Linked DNA regions of Mus musculus: regions 2 and 3 are each linked to region 1. The links are chromatin contacts, called in public HiChIP or PLAC-seq maps. All regions are on one chromosome and are shown on one strand. Each heading gives the region's core, a stretch centred on a gene start, on an enhancer-like site or on the middle of the called end of the contact. The rest is flanking DNA. Distances are from core to core; before and after follow the strand shown.

Region 1 (4,627 bases), core at 6-2,505:
CTTGCACGAGTGAGGGGTCCAATCTCCAGGACCCATAAAAAAGGGAGCTAGTAATAACCTTCAAATAAAAGTCTCAAAGACTGAAAAGTTGGATGTGTATACCCCTTAAAACTGCCTGTCAGGTAGCAAGCACAAAGCGTTAGGTGCTAAATTTGTTATTATACTGTCACTACTGGGTAACCATGCAAAGAGCCACTGAGGTGGCGGGGTGAGGAAGGAACTTGGGTAACAAACCGAGCCCACAGGGAGTGCAAGCAGTTACTTTTCCTAGATGTGTGTTCTACCTGCCCCTTTCCTGGTGACTTCTCATCACCTCCAACACACGCCATCTCATCTTTAGACAGTTCAACTATTTCTTCTACCAAAGGAATCCTCCTTGCCTTGTGTTTCAATCTGCCTTATTAGTGTTTTTAAGATGGGGGGGGATTGTTTTTTATTTCTGAGACACCCCTTCATCTAATCCAGGCTGTCCTCCAACTCCTTGACTGAGGCAGCAAATGTTCTGCCTCAGCTTCCCAAAAGCTGGGCTTTGTCTCCATTCTGGGTGCAAAGTATGTGGATTGCTCTGCCATCAGCCTGGCTCCCTCTCTCATACCTGTCCCCACCGGGTGTTTTCTGCCTCTCACTATTCCTACAGCAGAGACACTATTTGTCGCTATAAACTGGCTCCTATTATCCCCTCAGTATAGCCTGGCCAGAATACCAGGTTCTTCCAAGAGTTCCTTTCTCGTGGACCAAGGATGCGACGGCTCCCTTACTCGTTATTATTTATCCTCTTGTTTAATTCCATTCTGCATTTTCCCACCTAGAAATTCCCAGCTCTGGTCCTGCCTTTCCAACTGTTTCTCCCTCTAACCAGCAACTTCCCTTGGTTTCAGCATTACTCCAGGACCCACCCCTTCCTTCCAGCCTCAGCCAATTTTTACACAGAGACAACATTTGCATTTCCCTCTGGTCCCCCTAACCAACAGGCAGAAGTCTATCCGACCCAGGACACGCCCATGCCTCACCTTGCTGGTAGAAATCCGAGCAGGAGCCACTCAGCCTCGGGTCCCCTTCTTCCCTAACGCGAACACGCAGTATTCGGGGACAGACCAAAAGCAAAAACAGGCTATTTGGACCCGCACCGAGAATTCTGACCGGACCGGACGTCAGGATCGCTGCCCGCGACCTCGCGCCGTCTCGGGACAGCAGTGCAGACGACGAGGACCGAGTCCAGACCCTACAGACGCCGGTCCAGGCCTCCGCTTCCTCTGCCTGAGCGGCGCGCGGGCCGGAAGTTTTGCCCGTTCGGAGGGTGGAACCGGAAGGAACCATCCGCGCCCACGGCGGGTGCTGGCCAGGCTCGGCTCGACCCAGCCGGACGCCGCTGCAGCCACGACATCAGGAAGCTCGCACGAGCTATATACTCTCTCATAATGCCACGTAACTTTAGTACTTGGGTGTTTTTTCTTGTTTGTCCTTCGGGCCCTAGGCTCGTTAAGAGGAACCCCCCCTCCTTTGGACGAGTCCATTCACTCCCACCACCGAGAACGTTGTTTGGGCTGGGACAACTCACTTCCGCCATCGAGACGAGAGGGACAGAGGGGACGGATGGACTCTGCGCTGCCCCTGGTGGCCAGGCGGAGTCGGCGGCGGAGAGCCCTCCCCTGCGACCCATTGTGGGGGCCCCCATTCGGAGCTGACAACCTTAAGACAAGAGAGATCCCGAGATCAAGGCCATAACATCTGAGAGGCGCCTGGGGATGAGCGCACGCCGGTGTGCTGTAGGATACTGAGCGGATGGTGAATCTGTGTTGGCCCAAAGTGCACAACAGTCCGGGTTCACTGAACTCAGACCCACAGGAAGATTTTGAAAAGGGAGCTTAGTCTCCCTGAGTTACCTTCATACAGAAGCACTACCTGATGTTGTGTCATGACCGAGCAGGTGGCAGTCTTGTCTTTAACGATTGCGCGGTTGCTCCTCTAACGTTACTTATCCTTTCCGAATCCCCATATAAACAGGGAGCTACTGTGAGGAATCACAAGCGATACTTTTGTGATCTATAAGGCGCCCTATAAATATAAATGAAGTGTTCCTGCTGAATAATCTCTCGGAGCGTTTTTAGTTGTCTATTTGTTGATAAGCCCAGAGCGCACAGGTTTGGTCAGTTGCTTTTAGCGCCTAAAGAGCGCGCACATCCCTAACTTTCAACAGGGGGCACTCCTGAGTTGTTTAACGTGAGCATTAACATGCGTGATTTCCAAACACATTTCATCTCCAACGCAGTGATTGTCTTGTATCTAGCAATCCTACAAGGTGGATGGAAATTTGACAATAAAAGAGGCTATGTCACTTACTTAGATCACTAAGTAGAAGAACCTCCAGTTCAAACCGGTTCCTTTTACCAATACAGGGGCTCACCTGTCTGGCTTCTCCTGCACAACCGGCCGTACACACTACCATTCTTTAACACATCTCACCCACAAGAAGGAATGTGTCAGATGTACCCCACTTACTGTGTGGAAGAGAACCTCCTTGATTCATGGTATGTTTGCCAACTTCCAACTGTGTCAATTTCAAGCTACGGGACACTGCTGAATTCGGAGTCTAAAGTGGATAAAGAATTATACTACTAGTTGATCTAAAGGAATACAATGGGCTCCTGAGGATTAAAACCAAAGGAGTGGGGTGTCAAACCCAGGACATTGTGCATGCTAGGTGGATTCTCTCCCACTAAGCTACAACTCTAGCCCAAGCTCAAGCTGTCTCAAGCTCTTTGCTGGCACTAACCTAAGGACACCATTCAGCCTTGATAGCCACCATGCAAGTACTTCAAAGGCCGGGCAGTGGTGACTTACCCACAACTGTGCTTTTCACGTGAGATAAAATATTACTCAACAGCCCCAGTTACAGATAATGAAACTGTGACTCAGTGGTGTGCAGTACTTTACTGTCGGTTAACTGTATGTGACACCCCCCACTTGCCTGGAACACCCCCAGACACTTGTCCGACTAAAGGTGTTTCTGGGGAGAGCAACACTGAAAGTGGCAAACTCAGTAAAGGGGATGGTCCTCCCAGAGTGGTGGCCACCGTCCACTCACATACTCCTCTGCCTGAACACAAAGGCTCAGTGCCCTGTGAGGAGTGTGCTTTACTGCTTCAGGGCGGGGGTATTCGTCCTTTCTCCAGGCTCTGGACTGAAGCACTCAGACTCAACCTAAACCTTCAGATCTCCTGGCTCTCGCATTGCTGACATCAGCTCTTGGGCTGTCTCTATAATGACATAAACTATCCCACGTAATAAACTTGTAATAAATATGTCATCCCATGTGTGCGTCTGTGTCCGTGTATCCCACTGGTTCTGTGTCCCTGTAATGACACCTGCCAGGGCCACATAGCTGTTCTTGACTCACTCTTCCGATGTTTTTACTCACCTTATTGTTACTTTGTTGTTGTTGTTGTTGCTGCTGCTGCTATTGTTGTTGTTACTGTTATTGTTGCTAGTGTGCTGGTGATTTTGAGAGAGCCTCTTTCCAGGGCTGGCTTGTGATTCTTGATTCCCCCCGCCCCCCAATCTCCACCTCTGAGAGCTGGAGAACGAGCCTGTAGCCTGTCTTCCTTCACAGCTCTCTTCTCCCTATTCCTCAATCCATCCTCCCCGTGCACCCTCTGCTGCCTGCCACTGAGGCTGAGTCCTTTCATGTCTCTGGCTTCCCATGCTGGCCAAGCCTCACCTCCTCAGACCTTCCTGACTCTTTCCAGGACGCCTCAAATTTTGGGTCCCATCCTTCTCTGATTATTACAGCCTTAGCCAAAATAAATAAATAAATAAATAGGTGTGTGTGGCATGAGTTCTCTGATCCTACGCCCTGACCCATAATGATCAAGATACAGTTGTTTAGTCAGGACATTATCTGACTGTAATTTCCACTGCTAAAAGCCATCCTGAGATACAGAGTGAGTTCAAGGCCAGCCTGAGCAATGAGAGAAATGTGTGTAAAAATTAATAGTCTAGGCCAGGCGGTGGTGGCGCACGCCTTTAATCCCAGCACTTGAGAGGCAGAGGCAGGTGGATTTCTGAGTTCGAGGCCAGCCTGGTCTACAAAGTGAGTTCCAGGACAGCCAGGGCTATACAGAGAAACCCTGTCTCGAAAAAAAAATTAATAGTCTAAAGAGAGCTGGAGAAATGGCTCAGTGGTTAAGAGCACTGGCTGCTCTTTCAGAGGACCTGGGTTCAATTCTCAGCATCCACATGGCAGCTCACAACTCCAGGTCCAGGGGATGCAATGGCTTCTTACAGCCTCTAAGGGCACTAGGTACCAGGCATTCACATGCTGTACATACACACTTGAAGGCAAAAAAAAAAAAAAAAAAAAAAGTTATATGCAGAAAATAAAAAGAAAGAAATCTTTAAAAGCATAATAAAAGCCGGGCGTGGTGGTGCACGCCTTTAATCCCAGCACTTGGGAGGCAGAGGCAGGCGGATTTCTGAGTTCGAGGCCAGCCTGATCTACAAAGTGAGTTCCAGGACAGCCAGGGCTACACAGAGAAACCCTGTCTCGAAAAAATAAATAAATAAATAAATAAATGGCAGACTCTGAATTGGTCAGTCTAAATTCTTAAAAAAAAAAAAAAAAAAAAAA
Region 2 (4,529 bases), core at 1,678-4,177, 86 kb before region 1:
TACACTCCCCCATCCCTGCCTCCCCTAGAGCCTCAGCTTAGCCCTACCTCCAGGGAAGACCCCCGAGGAAGAGAATAGGCACTGAGCAGGCAGAGTCCTCTGTCATGGACAACACAGGAATACATTTGAAAGGAACCAAGATGAAGGAAGAACATGAGCAGGTCTGTGGAGGCCTGAAGCAGTTCCGAGACACTCTTTCTTCCCATGTTCCCCTGATTCACTGATGCTGGCTCAAAGGCTGGCCAGTACTCCTACCGATGTTCACGAAGCAAGCACTTTCCGCTCTCTTACAGGGAGAGGCTGCCAGGGCCGTCCCAAGGAGAGCAAGACAGAAAAGAGACACTGAAACTATGACATAGACATGAATGCCATTCCTATAAGACCATCCAGCCAGACGCCTCTCCTCCCTAACCATGAGGGACAGGTCAGGGAAGAGCAGAGAGAACAACAGGAAATCGTGGAAGAGAAGCAGAGAAGAGTAAGGGAGACAGGTCAGAGGTCACTGGAAGTGATAAAGGAGATCTCCAGAGTCCCAGACAGCCACAAAGATCCTCATATCCTTGCCAGCTGGCATTGCCCAGACCCAAGCATGCCTGGAGCATATCCAGGAAGCACCTGGGAAGTCTCCAGTGAAACTCAACATTCCTTATCTCTTGCTACCCTTACTACCACAGACTTTGATTTGATAGGCACTCAGTCCCTGGGGCCCTGGGTCCTAACAAGACCTGGAGAGGATCCTATCTGAGCTCAGCAAAAGTAGATGCCCTTCCAGTCTGAGAGGGAAAGCCTCTGGTCAGAGACAACCTGTTCAAATGGGTCTCAGGGATGCCAAGGAGAGGGAAGTAGAGCCAGAGGAGGTTAGGGGTCATGGGAGGACTTCCTCAGGAAGGACCAAGAAGTAGGTGGGGCAGAGCTGTAGAGTTTGTTTATTTGGGGCTTTTTTTTTTCTGCTGTTCCTGTTTGGCAATCACAGCCGTGGCAGTCAAAGTCACCTCAGCACCCAAAGAGAGCTCGGAGCCGGGGGGGGGGGGGTGGCAACAGATAGCTCCCATGTCCCACCCAGTAGCCATTCTTCTAGGGAGTCAAGAGCATCCCTAAGGAAAGCCCCCAGAGACAAAGGCCTCCATGTCGGCTGGGAGTGACCACTGACTGTGACTTACCAAGAACCTGTCAAATTCAGTGGGACGTGACAGGCTGAACTGAGCGTTAAGAGGAACCGACCTGACCAAAGCAAACAATAAGGAGACAAAACCAGCTTCGTTCTTGGTCCCCCGCCCTTCCGGTGGCTTCCAAAGTCACCATAAACAACCAGTGCCCTGAGACCAGGCACGCCACCCCACCCTCTGTACTGAGGACAGTGAATTCATTTGGCATATGCCTTAAATGGAGGCAATGGTAAGGACAGAGAGAACACTCAGGCCGTACCAAGCGCAGATGCCACTGGCTGCCCCCTCAGAGCACTCTGGGCTGACCAGGAAGGGTATGCCACTAGATCTGACAGCATGCCATTCAGATACCAGAAGAAGACGGTGGGAGGTTGGGGCGGCCATACCAGACACACCAGGCTGCTGAGTGGGGTACATATAGCATGCCACAGAAGTAGGGCATACATTGTCCTGGGAACCCAATTACCCACGGTAGATCCTGGAATCCAGGATCCAGACAGACTCCTGATGCAGAATTCTGTATCCAAGTGAACCAGAAGTGCCCATTCATGGGAACCAGGCCTGGACCCCAGGCAGGTGTAGGTCATGTGGCTCAACCATCATGCCTGGTTAAAATGTGTGACTGCCTCGGTCCCCTCAAAGGCCGAGTCCCCTTGGTTTTTACAGACACACCCTTCTCTGAGCTCAGGGAGATTATGCTGGACCTAGCAGGGTGGGTAAGAAGAGGCCATCTCTGGATAAGGAAGAGCAGGCCCTGGCTGAGCACTGGGCTGAGAACCTTTGTAGTTTCCAGAAATTCCTTGGGCACCTTGATGCCTGTTTCCGTACCAGATTTTCCATGAAGAAGGTAGAAGCTGTACGGGTAGCCATGGAGGAGGAACGGGAAGAAGAGTGAAGGAGAAGGCAGGGCAAGGAGCTGGACACCTGGAGGCAGAACTACAGCCAATCAGAGACCCTCTTGGCCCCTGGAGCGGGGGGGGGGGGGGGGGGGGGGGAGAGGACTCTGAACCCAGGCCAGCTGTTTGGAGTGGGTCCTCTACTCTGCTTGTGACTGAAATCTTAAGCCCATTTTTCAGATGAGGGTAAAATACAGCCACATAATTGAGGTTTTCTACCAGTGGGAACAACCAAGCTGACTCCGCACGCAACCCAATGTCACGTCACGTTTCAAAAACCAAGAGCTCTAGGCCTCGGTCATGTGCTTCCTGCAGGCCTTGAGTCAGTGGGGTGCACTCGGCTGGTCCTCAGTAAGGGAGAGAGGGCAAGAGGGAATGGGAAATTAGCAGGGGACACTGACAGATGGATAAGATAAATAATAAGGGGGCTGTTTTCCAACAACAGCCTGGCATGGCGCCCAGGGCAGTCATCACCCTTGGAGCTCAGGGCTACACTTGCTTCATCTTTTCCAGAAGTATGCGAGCCCAGATACGTCAGCCTTTCGGTATGCAGCGTGATCTGTGGCTGGCTGCCCGCCTTTCTCCCTGCTCCTTCCTTCAGAACTTCGCCTTCTTGGCACTGACCACCCGGCCCCACCCTGCCCCACCCAGCCAGCCCGGCCGCAGGCCCCCTCCTCAGTCAGGCCCCTCTTGCAGGGGACTGTGACAAGCCCCTTCAACAAGGCAGAGCCCCTGTAGGGCAGACAGAAAGCTGTGGTACGGGGAGGGCGGGAGCCACATCATCTAACTAACAGGTTGGTCTGGCTTGGAGGAGTCCCGCCCTCCTGTAGCTAATGAACACTATGCAACAGGTGTTTTCGCCTCAGTCCCCAGCCGGCCCTGGATGTGACAGGAGGCGGCTGCCAGCCACCAACTCCAAATCTCCCTAGCTCACTGGTGAGCCCTCCGGCTCCCAGGCCCAGGGGGGCCACCATGGCCTACCGCTCCTGCGTCGTTGGCTTCAGCAGCCTCAGCGGCTGTGAGATGACCCCTGCGGGCAGTCCCCAGCCTGGGACCTCAGGATGGGGCAGCTGTGGGCTCCCTGGGCCTGGCTTCAGCTCTCGAAGCCTCACAAGCTGCAGGCCAGCTGGCACCATCCCCAAGGTGACTGTGAACCCCAGCCTGCTGGTGCCTCTGGACCTCAAGGTGGATCCAGCTGTTCAACAGCAGAAGAATCAAGAAAAGGAGGAGATGAAGGCTCTCAATGATAAATTTGCCTCCCTGATTGGCAAGGTGAGCTAAGTGGGAGAGGGCACCAAAACAGAAGGGCCCCAGGCTTTCCAGGTGACCTGGCTGGTGGTTCCCTGAGCATCGGTCATGCCCCGCCCCTGATCCCAGCCAATGGGGATGCAGCATGGCTAAACCTGCAGAGATGGGTTAGGGAAACCTGATACATCCTGGTGTCTGGGGTGAAAGGAACTTCAGGGTGACTCTGCGGGGTACTGGATAAGGGTGCACTACCTGGCTGGGGATGGGAGGGCTCCGTGTACCCCTGTAACAGTCAAGGGGTGCTTCTCGGGATGGCCTATGGAGGTGTGGCCTGCTGACTTCTGCCCAGGTGGGTGGATGGGAGATACTGCTAAGATGCCCTCAAAACCCCAAGCCTCTGTACCAGCATCTCCCTCCCACCCTGCTGGCTTTCCCCATTCATCCGTAGAGCCACTGTTCTGGCAGGTCCAAAGGGGTGGGGGTGGGAGCGGGGGCAGAAGGAGGCTGCCATGGAGTTTGTATGAGTAAAGACGCAACTTTGGCTTGTCAGGAGAAAGGAATGTAGAGGACTGTGTCAGAATCCAGCCAGCAGCCAACAGTTGGCCTGCTTTGCACTCACCTAGGTGGAAGGAACAGGCCCCTAACAACATGGCCCCCACACTTCCTAGACTCACTGCCTGCAGCTAGCCTAGGGCTTCAGGAAGTCCTGTCTACCTTCCAAGCCTGTGCCCACTCAACCACTCCAAGAAGCCTCTGTGAACAATCCTCCCAGCCCTGCTTCCTCCTGTGTCAGAGCCGCACTGACTGAACTACACACTGGTGTGCTAGGCACCACAGGGCACCTCACAGGTTCACCTCAAATCCCCTTAACTGTAAAGAAAGACATCTCATGACTTTGCGCAGAACAGGGAACCCTGGCCAGTCCTTATCTGCCTCTTGGTTTCTGAGTCTGCAAACCCTTGCACATTTCTGGGGTCCTGAGCTGTGGGGGTGTACAGACAGACAGGCAGTGAGAAGAGAGTGCCACGTGTGGCCTGGATGCCTGAATGCCACAGGAACGTAGCAAGGCGGCGGTGGGCCAGTGCTAACTAACATCACTACAAACGTTGTTTTCCCAGCTGTGCAGATGAGGCAATAGGACCAGAGAGACTCATTGCATTGCCCAGAGTCACAGAGCCAACAACTGATACGGTTTATATTTAAACTCAGGTCTGTGTGT
Region 3 (4,649 bases), core at 1,329-3,828, 110 kb after region 1:
CCCAGTTTTGATGAATTAGTAGACACCTATCTCTTGCTGCCCTCACATGGTGCTCACATACCAGGCCTGAGAACTGCCTTGGTCTGTCACTTCTCCAGCCCACAGGAGCTCTGTATAGGAAATGCAGGGGAGGGGAAAAAAAAAATCAACTTCTTGTTATCCCAGCCTCTACTTTCCCAGAAGTGACGTCTGACTTTAAGCCTTTTGCAACAGTGGTCTCTGTAGCATGCACTATTGGCAACTAGATGTATCCCGGAAAAAACTGCAGTGTCTGGCCAAGAAGTTTGAAGGCCTTGGAGAATGTTTGCTGGACACACAACCAAATATCCCATTTACCAAAAAAAGAGCCCAACTCCCGGTTATACCCACCCACTGCCACCCCAACAAGCATCCAGTTTGGGGAGGATACAAAAACAAACCGTGTTCAGAACCAGTTGGCTTACCAATTAAACATTCTTAACTATGCTAGCAACAAGGCAAGCCCACAGACAGACACCAAATCAGCAGGGAACTGACTGTTTCAAAATCTTGGAGATGCTAGAGGCAGGATATGAATTTCACTGGAGGGACTTAGAGATTTATTTATACACACATAACACGACAAACCTGAAGACGGAATGTCCTTATTTTTACCACCCTACTAGGGAAACAGCACTGTCACAGATCTCGAAACATGGCCCACAAGCCCCAGAGAACATTCTTATTTATGAAAATCACTCTCTCCCCACAAATGTAAGGCTGTTCATCCACCTTCGGCGGGGTTTACCAGTCTCTGCCGCCGCCGCTCAGTTACCTGTGACAGAGCAGCAGCAACACAGGGAACTCAGCACAGTGCCTAGCAGAAGCACTAGCCAGTGAACAAAGACCCCGCCGCCGACGCACAAGCCCCGCCACTCTGGAAGAACACATCAAAGACGGGGATAGTGAACTTGGTTTTGAGACTCCAAAGTAGCATGGTGTCTTCTACTGAGGGTCTGCGTTACTAAACCAAGACCCACCTGAGCATCTCGTGTGTGTGTGTGTGTGTGTGTGTGTGTGTGTGCGCGTGCAGATTAGAGCCACAGACAGACAGACAGACAGACAGACAGACAGACACACACACACACACACACACACACACACACACACACGAACTTCCATTGCTGGAAGGTTGGGGGCGGCTGAGAAGCCAAAGCAGAAGGCTTTGTACAATGGGAGCAGCAAATACAACCCCTAATTGTCTCACCATATCCATCTGTGGGTCAATAATCACTTCGATGCAACTGCCAAATATAACCTTCTTCTGTAACCCCAATGCCAAAGCACATTTGAGAATACTACCAGATGAAATATTTTAGGGTTTCACCGGCTCTTCCCAGCCTCACAAGCCTCATAAACAACACAGCCGGTGTAGTGTCCCACAGAAACGTCTCCACCTCTGTACTGGGAAAGGTGGGGGTGGGCCTGGCCACACAAGGCCCTTAAGGCTGGAAGGTAAGGGGTGTGTGTGGAGGGTGGGTGCCGGGAGGAGGGACTGTGTGTCAAGGCAAAAGTACTGACCAAGGGCCAGGGAGACGGTCCAACCGTGGGGGTCTTTAAATAATTGGGGGTGGGGGGGTTGGAAGCAGTTTTCAGGATCTCACCTGAAAAGCATCCTCGGAGTGATTAACTGAATGGGCCCCCTGGGGCGGGGTGGGGGAGGTGAGGAGGCATGCAAACACACATACACCTAGATTCAGATTAACAGCTGGGGAACTAGGTTTTCACAGGGTTGGAATGGCTCTGAGGCCAATCTCCAAAAAGGTTTAGGGGCCTGCTCGCCCCATTTCCTCCAAACAGCGTCTACAGGCATGGATATCCGAGGTGGGTGGGAGGGGGGTGCCCTGCAGAACCCAAGGAGCTGAGCGAAAGAAGGGGGAATGTGACTCCGGTGCCTAGACCATCAGGGTGGCAGGGGAAAGAGGGTAGGGGCACCCCATGATGAAGGGAGGCTTAGAGACCCCTACCCTCCTAGCCTAGGGTACGCATAGGCTCTCGGCAACAGAACACATCGGAGAAACAAGCCCCCCATCGTCGAACCCCACAATCTTGGCGGGAGAAAAGGCGCCCCCAGGAGCATCTGCTGGCAGGGAATAACCCCCCTCGCACGGACGCGCTGAAGGGCAGGAGCCAGGGACCTCCACATCTCGAGGAAGCCTGGGGTGGGAGCGGAGGGTGCAGGAGGCGCGACCCCCTGGGCGCCCCGGTCGGGCTCCGTCTGGAAGAGCGCGCGGGTCCCCAAGGCTGACCCAGCGCCACCCCGGCCCTCCGCGCCCCCCGCCCGGCCATATTGCGCGGCTGGGGAGGGGGCGCGCCCGAGCCCCACGGCGAGCGCGAGGCCTCGCCTGGCCGTCTGTATCCCGCGCCCCCCCCCCCCATCCCCGCCCCGGACTCACCCTGGATCCCCCGGGGCCCGGACCCGCCGCTGCCGGCGAGCAGGAGGACAACAAGGGGGAAGAAGGAGGAGGCTCCGGCCGACTCCGCCATAGTAACCGCCGCCGCAGCCCAGCAGCGCCCAGCGCGCGCGCGCGCCCCCGGCGCCTCTCTCCCTCCCTCCCTCCCTCCTCCCGCCCGCCCGCGCGCGCCCGGCTCCTTCGCTCCGCGCCGGCACGTGAGCTCCCGGGAGCCGGTGCGGCCGCCGCCGCGCGCGCCCCCGAAGGGCGGGGCCGGGTGCGCGCGTGCGCCCGCCTTAAAGGGGAGGGTCCCTGTTAAAGGGGCGGAGGCTCTCGCCTCGGCCAACCTCGCGCACCCGTGCGGAGCTGAGCCGAAAGCGGGGGAGGCCGGGTCCGCCGACCGACAGTCTCCCTCCTCCCTCCGCGGAGTGGCCGCGCCGGCGCCCGTCCTCCTTCCTTCCCCCAGCCCCGACCCTCCGGCCCGTTGTGTCCCGCTGGGTTCGTCGCCAGAGTCTCCTGACCGGCGTCCCCTCGAGGCTCCCTCCCGCTGCAGCGAGCTGGACACAACTACCTGTGCGAGCGAGCGTCTGTGTTTTCGAAATGTAGCTAGGCTGGCACGGCTGACAGCCTTGGTGAGGGTGCTGGCCAGGTAGAACCATTTTGGGAAACAATGTGACAGCACCTATCAGACAGCTTCACAAAACGCATTGCATTTGCCCGGCATTTCCTCCTGTCTGTCTTCAGGAAATAATGAGGCTAAATATTTACGCAAAATGTTCCCTTGCTTATTTATCATTGGAAAAAGCTGGAAACTAGAGAAGCAATCATAGAAGCTTAGATAAACTGTGGCTCACTCATGTGAAGGAGCACTAGTGATTAAAAATCGGTTTACAAAAACTAATGGCGCGAGGAAATGTTACTCCATGTTAAATGAAAATGTAAACACCAACCTTTACAATAAATTTTTGTGGATGATATGTATGCATGTATGCGTAGGAGAAAAGGGAACGATATTACTCAATATTACTACTAAGGTTTTCAGTTTGTTTTTGAGACAGAGTCTTATTATGTTGTCCAGGCTGGCCTCAAACTCACTGAGAACTGCCTGTTTCTGCTTCTCAAGTGCTGGGTCTAAAGGTGTGTGTGCCACAGAGGCAGGCTGAAATAATTTTTTGTTTCTCCTTTAAGTATTCCAGTAACTTCTAAATAGTTTCCAGATAAACATTACTTTCAAACCTAGTAGGAAATACTTATAAAAGGCAAATGATCCCGTATCTTTCTGAAGAGCTCACAAGAGACTTTGGGATCTGTATTCTGCTTCTGATAACCAACTAGGAGAAAACAGGCAACATCTTAGCCTTTCAAAGTCATAGATAGTTTCATGTGTGAGACCAAGGGATAGAGAAGACCGTCAAGAAGGAGGGAGGGAGGAGAGGCAGGCAGATCTCTTGAGTTCTGGGACAGTGTGGTCTACAGAGTGAGTCCCAGAAGAGCCAGGACTACTCAGAGAAACCTGTCTCAAAAACAAACAAACAAACAAAAAACCCAAACCAACCAACAAACAAACAAAGGTGGGGGGCGCTGTTCTGACATCTTACCTTATAATTGTCTCCAACACAAAGAACCCAAGGAAAACAGGACTTCTGGTCTCATTCCCCAGGTACAACACACAAACACACACAAGTAGAAAGTCAAACTGGTGCTTAGTGCATAGCTGGGTAAATAAACACCACCATTTTTATTCTTTTTACCCTCAATCATGACCTGCCCCCCAAAAGTAGCCTACTTCTCCAAGTCTGTCTTACTGGTCTACCCAACTATGCTGTATCTATCCTCCTTTAGGCCCCCAGCTGTGGTCCAACAGTACTGAGGGCCACTGGACCAAAGTTGGCATTACATAACAAATTTATTCTCTGTTTACTCTGAAGCTTAGAAACCCCAAATCACTTGGCCACGTTCCATCAAACTCTTCAGAAATGACTCCTTCCCTTTGAGCTTCCGGTAGTTCCCAGAATCCTTGGTGCCCCATCTTCACATGGCAGTCTTCTCTCCCAGCCTGTGTCTCCACATCCAAGTCTGGGGAGATGGCTTAATTGGTAAAGTGCCCACTGTGTTACTACAAGGACCCAAGTCCAGATCTCCAGCACCCAGATAGAAAACAGGTGCACAGCTCACATCTGTGAGCCCTAGCAGTAGGAGGGCAGGAACAAGCAGACCCCAGAGTCTCACTGGCCAACC

What was found. HiChIP or PLAC-seq counts read pairs in DNA pulled down with a chosen protein or histone mark.
Region 2: a contact with region 1 is called in an HNF4G HiChIP or PLAC-seq map of pancreatic cancer cells. The contact joins the promoter of Krt80 here to the promoter of Atg101 in region 1. A contact is called at or near these places in 2 of 484 Hi-C or Micro-C datasets (the C10 cell line and muscle stem cells), 1 of 115 datasets of contacts at active chromatin or transcription factors (pancreatic cancer cells) and 2 of 9 other capture datasets (adipose tissue and pancreatic islet).
Region 3: an HNF4G HiChIP or PLAC-seq map of pancreatic cancer cells shows a contact between it and region 1. The contact joins the promoter of Acvr1b here to the promoter of Atg101 in region 1. A contact is called at or near these places in 13 of 39 promoter capture datasets (the 3T3-L1 cell line, 3T3-L1-derived adipocytes, the SN4741 cell line and 9 more), 2 of 15 datasets of contacts at CTCF or cohesin (the NIH/3T3 cell line and embryonic stem cells), 4 of 484 Hi-C or Micro-C datasets (CD8 T cells, cerebral cortex, muscle stem cells and 1 more), 9 of 115 datasets of contacts at active chromatin or transcription factors (the HPC-7 cell line, double positive thymocytes, embryonic stem cells and 5 more) and 3 of 9 other capture datasets (adipose tissue, liver and pancreatic islet).

What each region holds. Positions count from the first base shown.
Region 1 is chr15:101,280,929-101,285,555 of GRCm38.p6, reverse strand. Atg101 (autophagy related 101) reads right to left here and starts at 1,255. Exons shown (of 3, transcript NM_026566.2): 1 at 1,011-1,255.
Region 2 is chr15:101,368,560-101,373,088 of GRCm38.p6, reverse strand. It overlaps Krt80 (keratin 80), which reads left to right and starts at 2,927. Exons shown (of 9, transcript NM_028770.3): 1 at 2,927-3,334. The coding sequence starts at 3,035. The region is part of intron 1 of Gm35853 (a long non-coding RNA gene); the gene reads right to left. It overlaps Mir1941 (microRNA 1941), which reads right to left and starts at 3,737; the gene lies at 3,655-3,737.
Region 3 is chr15:101,172,001-101,176,649 of GRCm38.p6, reverse strand. Acvr1b (activin A receptor, type 1B) reads right to left here and starts at 2,578. Exons shown (of 9, transcript NM_007395.4): 1 at 2,415-2,578. The coding sequence starts at 2,505.